Linked DNA regions of Mus musculus: region 2 is linked to region 1. Evidence: chromatin contacts called from public Hi-C data. All regions are on one chromosome and are shown on one strand. Each heading gives the region's core, a stretch centred on a gene start, on an enhancer-like site or on the middle of the called end of the contact. The rest is flanking DNA. Distances are from core to core; before and after follow the strand shown. Region 1 overlaps Susd1 (sushi domain containing 1). Region 2 overlaps E130308A19Rik (RIKEN cDNA E130308A19 gene).

Region 1 (3,833 bases), core at 212-2,711:
TAACTTTACAAGAAACTGCTTAATTATTTTACCAATTATTATTTAGCATGGTAAGTTCTAATAAACATGGCTAAACTAAAGGGCTTCTGAGAAGTTGAGTCCTTGTAAACCAGGATTTTAAGTCAGGAGTATATTTATGAATGTGAAAGTAACCATGTGGTCTCTTTTATCTACTAATAGCATCTCAAGTAATGATCATGCATTCTGGGAATAACTTTTTCTTGGTCATGATGGTTTTTTTTGTGAATTACTACTCACCTCTGTTTTCTGATATATACATACAATTTTACATAAAAACAAACCTGGGTGTGGTGACACACACCTCTAATCCCAGCACTTAGAAGGCAGAAGCAGGTGGATCTCTATGAGTTTAAGTCTAGCCTGGTCTATGAATTGAGATCCTATCTCAAAAATATCAAAATAAATAAATTAAATTAAAATTTTGTATGTCCGAGTGTTTGCCTGAATGTATGTATTGTACCATGCATGTTCCTGGTGTGCACGGACATTAGGAGAGGGTGTTGGATTCCCTAGGACAGAAGTTAGAGATGCGTCTGAGGCACCGTGTGTGGATGTTGGGAATCAAACCTAGGAACTCTGCAGGACCACCAACTGCTCTTAACTCCCGAGCCATCTCTCCAGGCCCTATTTGCTGTATTTTTTTCCTTTCTTCTGTGTGAATTTGGCATAGACAGTTTGGTGTTTGGCTTGCCATCCTCTGTACAGCTTAGGTGTTGTGAATCAACACCGAGAGAGTTGGAAAACTTTCTACTTTTTTTGTGATCTCAAACTGGTGGGATCGTACTGTTGAGACTGGCATTATTGACCAGGGATGTAGCTTGGTAGCAGGATGAGTACTAGCACATGTGCGTCTCAGATTGAACCCTAGTACCACAAAAACACAGCAAGCAAGAACATTAGTCATAGCATTAAATATCACTTGCAGTTTGAAGTGTCCAGAGACCTCGGTCTCTTGGGCCATTAATCTCCACCACCGTCTTCCGCTTCCCTGGGAATGGGGTTGTGTCCCTCAGACCCGAGCTTCTTCCATGCCTTGCAGCATCTGAAGTGAGGGTCTGACTTGTGAAGCGGGTTTTTCCTCTCATTGTAAACATGCTTAACCCACACCGACTCAGCTTCATTCACAGGAACCAGTCAGGCCAGGGTTTGCTCCACATAGCCCTGCTTCCCGTGGGCCTTTCTTTGGGGTGTCTTTTAAACTGTATTCACTGCAGTGCTCCACTGAAACCGCTTAGCCTTCCAGTGGTGATATTTCCTGTCTAGGGACAGCCATCACTGAAGTCACCTCTGGTATCAGGATTTGCAGGAAGTAAAGTGCTCAGGTAGCTGTGCCTCAGGGACAAATCCTACGTGGCTGTGCCTTTGGATCGAGGACCCTGAAACTGAGCAGATTTTGAGACCATGGTGTGGAAATGCAAGTCAGGGGAAGCCACAGAAGTCACAGAAGGCCGGGTTGCATGCAATGGCAGTTTTCAGTTCCTCAGAGTGACTCTTCCCTCACTTCAGAATTTCAAACCGAGACTTATTTTGTCCAAATGGTCTTCAAAGCCCAGGGCAATGACTTCTAACTTAAACCTAGTAAACCAAGGGGGTCGTTGGTGTCTAACCTAAACATTTGAAGACGGTTCTGGCCGGGCATCTCTGGTTCCTAAATCCCCATCAGGACTCATTTACTTGAGCAGGAACACGGTGTTTCTTGAAAACTGCTGCCTCTGACTTCTGAATCAAAATACTGCTGAATTCACCCTATGTAAATGCTCTTCCTAGGAAATACTTCAATGCAAAGTTAGTGGTTTTGTGTTTTGTTTTGTTTTCTCCATACAGTGTAAATTCAGTTCTTTCTTTCCTCTCTGCAGCAAAACAGACCATCGCTAATATTTCGGTATATAATGATACCTGCCTGAGATGGAGCAGCCTCAAGACAGCTGATGTACTAGAGATGTATTTAGTAAGTTTCTAAAATTCACCTTACTTGCAGATATGTGCACTGTGTGGAAGGTTTAAAACATCCAGGGGCTGGAGAGATGGTTCAGCTGTTAAGAGATGGCTCAGCTGCTCCATCAGAGGACCCAGGTTCAATGCCCAGCACCTTCCTGGCAGCTCCCCACCATCTGTAACTCCATTTCCAGGAGATTCAGTGCCCTTTTCTGATCTCTGTGGGCAGCAGCCATGTACACGTCCACATACACACATGCAGTCAAAACACTTGTATACAAAATAAAATAAATCTAAAAAACATTTTTTTAAAAAAAAATTAGACTAAAAACTATGTTTGTAGCTGCCGTTGGCAGAGATGTATCATGATGACTGGCTAAGAAGCTCAGGGGCAGCCACTTCGGCTGCTTGCCAGAGGACAGACTACTCAGGAGTGGTAAGAAAGTGTGGAATTTTCTAGAGTTGTGTATCTTGGTGCAGAGTCAGTACGCAGGCAGAGTCTCTGGTAGGAGTGCAGTGACCTTTGGTCACACCGGTATCTCTGCAGAGACCAGGCTTTGTGTGTGTGTGTTGCCTGGACAGTCACAGAGAATCTGTGAAGATCGATGACCACTGAAGGAAGGGAGATCATGGGGAAAGAGGGGGCTTCTCTTCAGTTATTGGATGTTACAAAAAAGGAGTACCCTAGTCAGTGGTGCCTGGTTCAGATTCCAAATTTTCTCTCTAGGAGAACATTCCTTGCTCCTGTCGTTTTGCTAGTTGGCTTCCATGCTATAAATGCATGAGATAATAAAAGACCAAGCAGCTATGTAGGGCCCCTGAGTGTTGCTCTTCTATCTTATTTTCTTTCTTTTTAAAAAAAAATTTTATTTTGCACATATATACTTCTGTTTTTTTTTTTAAATTTATTAATTATTATGATAAGTACACTATAGCTGTCTTCAGATGCACCAGAAGGGGGTGTCAAATCTCATTACAGGTGGTTGTGAGCCACCATGTGGTTGCTGGGATTTGAACTCAGGACCTTCAGAAGAGCAGTCAGTGTTCTTACCCTCTGAGCCATCTTGCCATCTATTTGAGATGGTTTCACTATGCATTCTAGGTTGGCCTTGGGCTTTCTATGTGGCCAGCCTGGCGTAAACCACTCAGGCCTAGAGGGGACAGCTCAGAGCTTCAGAGAGTCTGCTGTTCTTGCTGAGGACCGAGTTTGGTTCCCAGTTCCCTCACCTCCACCCAGCCCCTCACACTGGCCTGGAATCCTCTCTCCAGGGGATTCAATGTCCCCTTTTGGTCTCTATAGACATCTGCACACAGGTGCGCATACTCACTCTCTACACACATAAATAAAATATAAAAATTAAAAAAAAAATCAAGATGCCCAGGGGCTGAGATTATAGTTATGTAATCATCTATTTGTGTGTGTTTTATTATAAATATATGTATTATCCTCATGGTATTGTAATCATCATATGTAAAAACATGTATAATGTTGAAAATTTACTATTAGCTTATTGTTGCATTTACTTCTTGGAAAAAAAAAACTTTATAGGGGAGAGGGGGAAAGGAAGAGAACCCTGGAAAAAGCATAGGTCTCAAGGCATTCAGAATGTCTCACCCCGTGAACTTTTCATCTTTCAGTTCCACATTTGGGGCCAGAGATGGTATCAGAAGGCATTTGTCCAGGAAATGGTCTTCAATACAACCAGCAGCAGCCAGGACCCTGAGATATGCCTGGACCTGCATCAAGGCACCAGCTACAACGTTAGCCTTCAGGCTCTGTCTTCGGCACTTCCCGTGGTCATCTACCTGACAACCCAGATCACAGGTAAATCTTGAATAACAGCATTTGAGGTAGTAACATTGTTGATAAGGCCCAG
Region 2 (4,160 bases), core at 1,200-3,699, 380 kb before region 1:
GCACCACGAATGTACCTGGTGCCTGCAGAGACCAGAAGGCATGTCAAATCCCCTGGGACTGGAGTAAAGGCAGTTGTGAGGGGCGCCGTGGGTGCTGGGAAACAAACCCAGGTCCTCTGGAAGCATGTGCTAATAACTGCTGGACCGTCTCTCCAATTTGCCGCTACGTATTTAGATCTGTACAACTCTGTATGCGTTTACAAAGCATGGAATCCTTTTGTGGAGGTAAGGGGCTAACAGAGGTCTACATACAGAGAGAAAACGAACCTGGTGTTTGCATTGCGCTGGCTCTCTCTCTCTCTCTCTCTCTCTCTCTCTCTCTCTCTCTCTCTCTCATTCCTCTCTCTCCTGTTACATGAGAGGTAGATTGGAGAGGATAAGTTATTCACGTCCACCTTCTGCTATGTGGTTAATTTTAGGCTAGCCTGAGGTACATATTGTCTCAAACATGGAAAAAATAAAATAAAAGGGGGTTCTATAAACATAAACCTGGTTCAGTGCTCGCATGTAGCGCTGGACAAAGGGATGTGAGACAAAGGGATCCTAAGGGCTCTGTGGCCAGGAAATTGAGCTAAAATTTCGAGCTCCTGGCTCACGGAGAGATCCTGTCTCAAAAGTTAAGTGGTGAAGCAACTGACAAGAACTTGACTTTGTTGGCACACACACACACACACACACACACACACACACACACACCACAGACACGCCTGCATACCCTCCCACAATAAATAAACAAACAAATAAATGCTGTGGAACATCCTATTCCATAAATTGGCCTGGAACTACAGGAAGACCATGAATAACCCAGCTACAGAGCTACAAAAGAATTTTATTACCTGCTTGTGTAAATAGCTGTGTGTATAAATGCTTCCTCTTTCAGTACTGTTCCCTTCATGGTTACATGCATGTATATGGAGTCCCTGGCTCTGTACATAGTGATAATATCCCAGGACCACTGCAGTATACCAGGCCAACAACTTGATTCTTTTTTTTCAAATTGGGACCTGCTTTTTTAAATTGGTAAAGTTACAAAAACAGCTACTTTGCAGAAAATAGTTTATTAACTGAAAACTGGTTGTCAGATCCAAATATAGAAAAGACAGTGTGACTGAACAGGCGCTCACTGGAGACACCATCAACACCCATTAGCTGAATTTATTGGGTTGCTTATTTCCATAAAGTTTAGGCTGTACCAACAAATGTATACATAAATAAAAACAACAACAGAAAAATCTCACTACATTAGAGGCAAATGTTATATACATGATGGAACCGACCACTGGGACACAAAACTAGAGTTTTATTTAAAGCACAAGTACACAGACAGTAATGAAGGCAGAACAGTGAGCTGAGAAAAATGAAACATCTTAGTGTGAAAGGTCAGTGAGCAGCAAAACAAAAATGAAAGTGATACCATATATACTCTTGGTCACAAAAGTTCTGTATTACAAACACTGACAGGCAGAGGATCACCTGACTAGAGAGCATCATACATCTGACATGTTAACACATGGTTCTCTCACCTGGACTCACCTTTCTCTGCTTCCCATCACAAGTTATAACTGTAGCAGCTTAAAGACATTTTAAAATATGACACGAGTGACAGAGACACATGTTTTTCCCACATAAATCATATAGAAGCCAGGGGCTAAAAGACACACAGGAAGATGCCAATCGACCAACTTGGGCAAGTCACACCCCCCCGCCCCCCCCCCCCCCCCAAAGCACGGCACAGCCCTCTGTGGTTTCAATGACATCCCTTAAGCATTAATTATGATTACGGTATTTCCAAACAGACGCCTGGTCTTAACCATAAAACAACAATGATAAGTCTGTCTTTTTATTCCCTAAGTACTTAGGGATGGAAGAAAAGGAGCTGCAAACACATCTCTACAACTTAGAAGCAGAACAGAGGACCTCCCTGGAGCAGAATACAGCCTCCATCCCACTAAGGCATGAGATTCTTCCTTGCAGTCGACACTTGCATCACATACTGATTCTGGTAAATTTAAGTAGGGCCATCCATTCAGTCTCCTCGCCAGACCTATGGGATTTTAGTTACATGTTTACATTACTGCATAGGAGAGGGAAATGATCCCTTAGTACAAGGTTGATCTGGCAACTCTGTGTCCAACTTTTGCAACAAGTATGTTTACAGTCATGGGGGAAATAGAAACAATAAATTAAAAACCTACCAAGTATACATACGGTTTGTTCAAAAAACTACAGTAGGACATAAAGGTCTTAGGATAGGGAGATATTCAAAACAGAAGATCCGAGGGTGGAAAAACAGCTGGAAGCAGGATTCAAACACATGCCCACTGTGAACCCAGAGACTTCATCACTGAAGCCATGCAGTTGTTGGTGTCTGAAATCTCCCAATACCAGAATCAAGAAACGCTGCGGTTCGGCTCTGGGGCTGGGTGAGCACAGCAGAGTTGTGCTGCACCACACGGACCTCAGTTCCTTTTTATTGCTTCCTCCCCCCCCCACCGCCCCCCGTAGGGGCGGACATTCAAAGCATATTCTGGTAGGCATGAGCAGGTAAATCACGCTGTGACCCTTTAATACAGTTCCTCATATAATGGTGACCCCCCACCATAGAATTATTTTTATTGCTACTTCCTAACTGTAATTCTGCTACTGTTATGAACTGTTAATATAAATATCTGGTATGCAGGATATCTGATATGTGAACCACGTGAAAGGGTCATTCAACACCCCCAAAAGGGTCACAATCCATAGGTTGAGAACTGCTGCTCTAAGCAAAGACATGGCAGGGGCCTTGACGAATTAGTTTTAATTATCTTAGAATTAAATCAGTAATTCTAGCACCAATGTGTCCAAACACAGCACTGGTTGTCACTATGCCCCTGACAGCCACACAAAAAGCTTCTGTGTAGCTAAGGAGATTATTCCTTCATGAAAGGAATCCTGTAATTATTACCTATTGAACTGATGGGGGGGGGGCTGCAGTAAGGGAGGGATTTTCGCATGTTGGTGTAAAAGGCTCTTTCAGAAGCAGCCTTCTTTGCTTAATATTTTATGACAGTCTAAGTAAGAGTGTGATGGTATTTGCCCCGTGTTGACTATAGAGTGAGTGCAGTAGATGGAGTTAGTCTGTTGGAGCAGCTTTCTTCCTGTCTTTGGAGTGTGTGTGGTGCCACCAAGTAGAGAAGGAAACACCAGGGACTGAATGGACAGACAGGTAAAAAGACCTGATGGATATAAGGCCGTGAACCACCTCAGCCCTAAGCAAATGCTTGACACAAAAGCTGACATTAGGTATACATTAAATTTAAATGTCTTATTCAGATTCAATTTTTATTATCTTTGATTATGTGTAAGTATGTGCAGAGGTTTTGGCCTGTAGCTAGAATTACAGACACCTGATATGTGGGACTATCATATATATATATATATATATATATATGATAGCTGGGACTCAAACTCAGGTCCTCCAGAGGAGCCATACATGTTCTTAACCACTGAGCCATCTCTCCAGCCCCTAAGTTACTAGTTACTCTTATAGATGCAATTCTATGTGAGCCATGCTGACACCTAAGACAATGTGTGCACCTCGAAGGCTTCTGCTGCTACACCATTCAAACTAAAAATACCTGACCGGGGAGGCCCTGCTGCCCCACTGTCTTCTACTGGACTTTGCCATAAAAATGCTCAAGTTTAAAAGAAGAAGATTCTCAGTGGCAAACAGAATTGCTGTTCTCTTTTCTGCAGGTGTGTGGCAGGAAGGCTCTCTCTGGAACGGAACAACACATGCGGAACAGCAGCTTGGCACTGCACGGTGACTACATTTCCTTCCGAAGAAGCCGCTAAGTGCTGGCTCAAAATACTAGACGAAGCACTACTTTCTCAGGTCACACGTAACACACATGTGGGTGGCACAGCCTAACTACAGTAAGTGACAGTATCGATGGGTAACGATCCCACAACAACGTTACAGACTCCGCAAACAGCACCTAGAACAACATGCAAAGCCGTGGAACCACTCCGTTATCACACAATGCATAGAATTGTAATGGTTTTTGGCAAGGGTTTTTTTTGTTTGTTTGTTTTTTGGGTTTTTTTTTTTTTTTTTTTGGTAACAAATGCTTTATAAAGCAAAGTTTTAAAAATTATAATGCTATTTTAAAAGTTGT

Evidence for each region. Hi-C and Micro-C count contacts between places; a contact is called where the count stands out from the background.
Region 2: a Hi-C map of B cells shows a contact between it and region 1, with 1.9 times the contacts expected there. The contact joins two enhancer-like sites. A contact is called at or near these places in 2 of 15 datasets of contacts at CTCF or cohesin (embryonic stem cells and large pre-B cells), 9 of 484 Hi-C or Micro-C datasets (B cells, the G1E-ER4 cell line and embryonic stem cells) and 1 of 9 other capture datasets (embryonic stem cells).

The regions. Positions count from the first base shown.
Region 1 is chr4:59,349,774-59,353,606 of GRCm38.p6, reverse strand. It overlaps Susd1 (sushi domain containing 1), which reads left to right. Exons shown (of 17, transcript NM_001163288.2): 11 at 1,878-1,969; 12 at 3,595-3,781. Among named protein-coding and RNA genes, the nearest start is that of Gm35578, 70 kb to the right of the region's middle. Within about 2 kb of position 1,461, at least 22 of the 459 cell types and tissues checked have an H3K27ac peak or open chromatin away from gene starts, as enhancers often do. A contact at or near this core is called in B cells, where this site is marked.
Region 2 is chr4:59,726,335-59,730,494 of GRCm38.p6, reverse strand. All of the region lies in intron 2 of E130308A19Rik (RIKEN cDNA E130308A19 gene), which reads right to left. Among named protein-coding and RNA genes, the nearest start is that of Inip, 55 kb to the left of the region's middle. Within about 2 kb of position 2,449, at least 20 of the 459 cell types and tissues checked have an H3K27ac peak or open chromatin away from gene starts, as enhancers often do. A contact at or near this core is called in B cells, where this site is marked.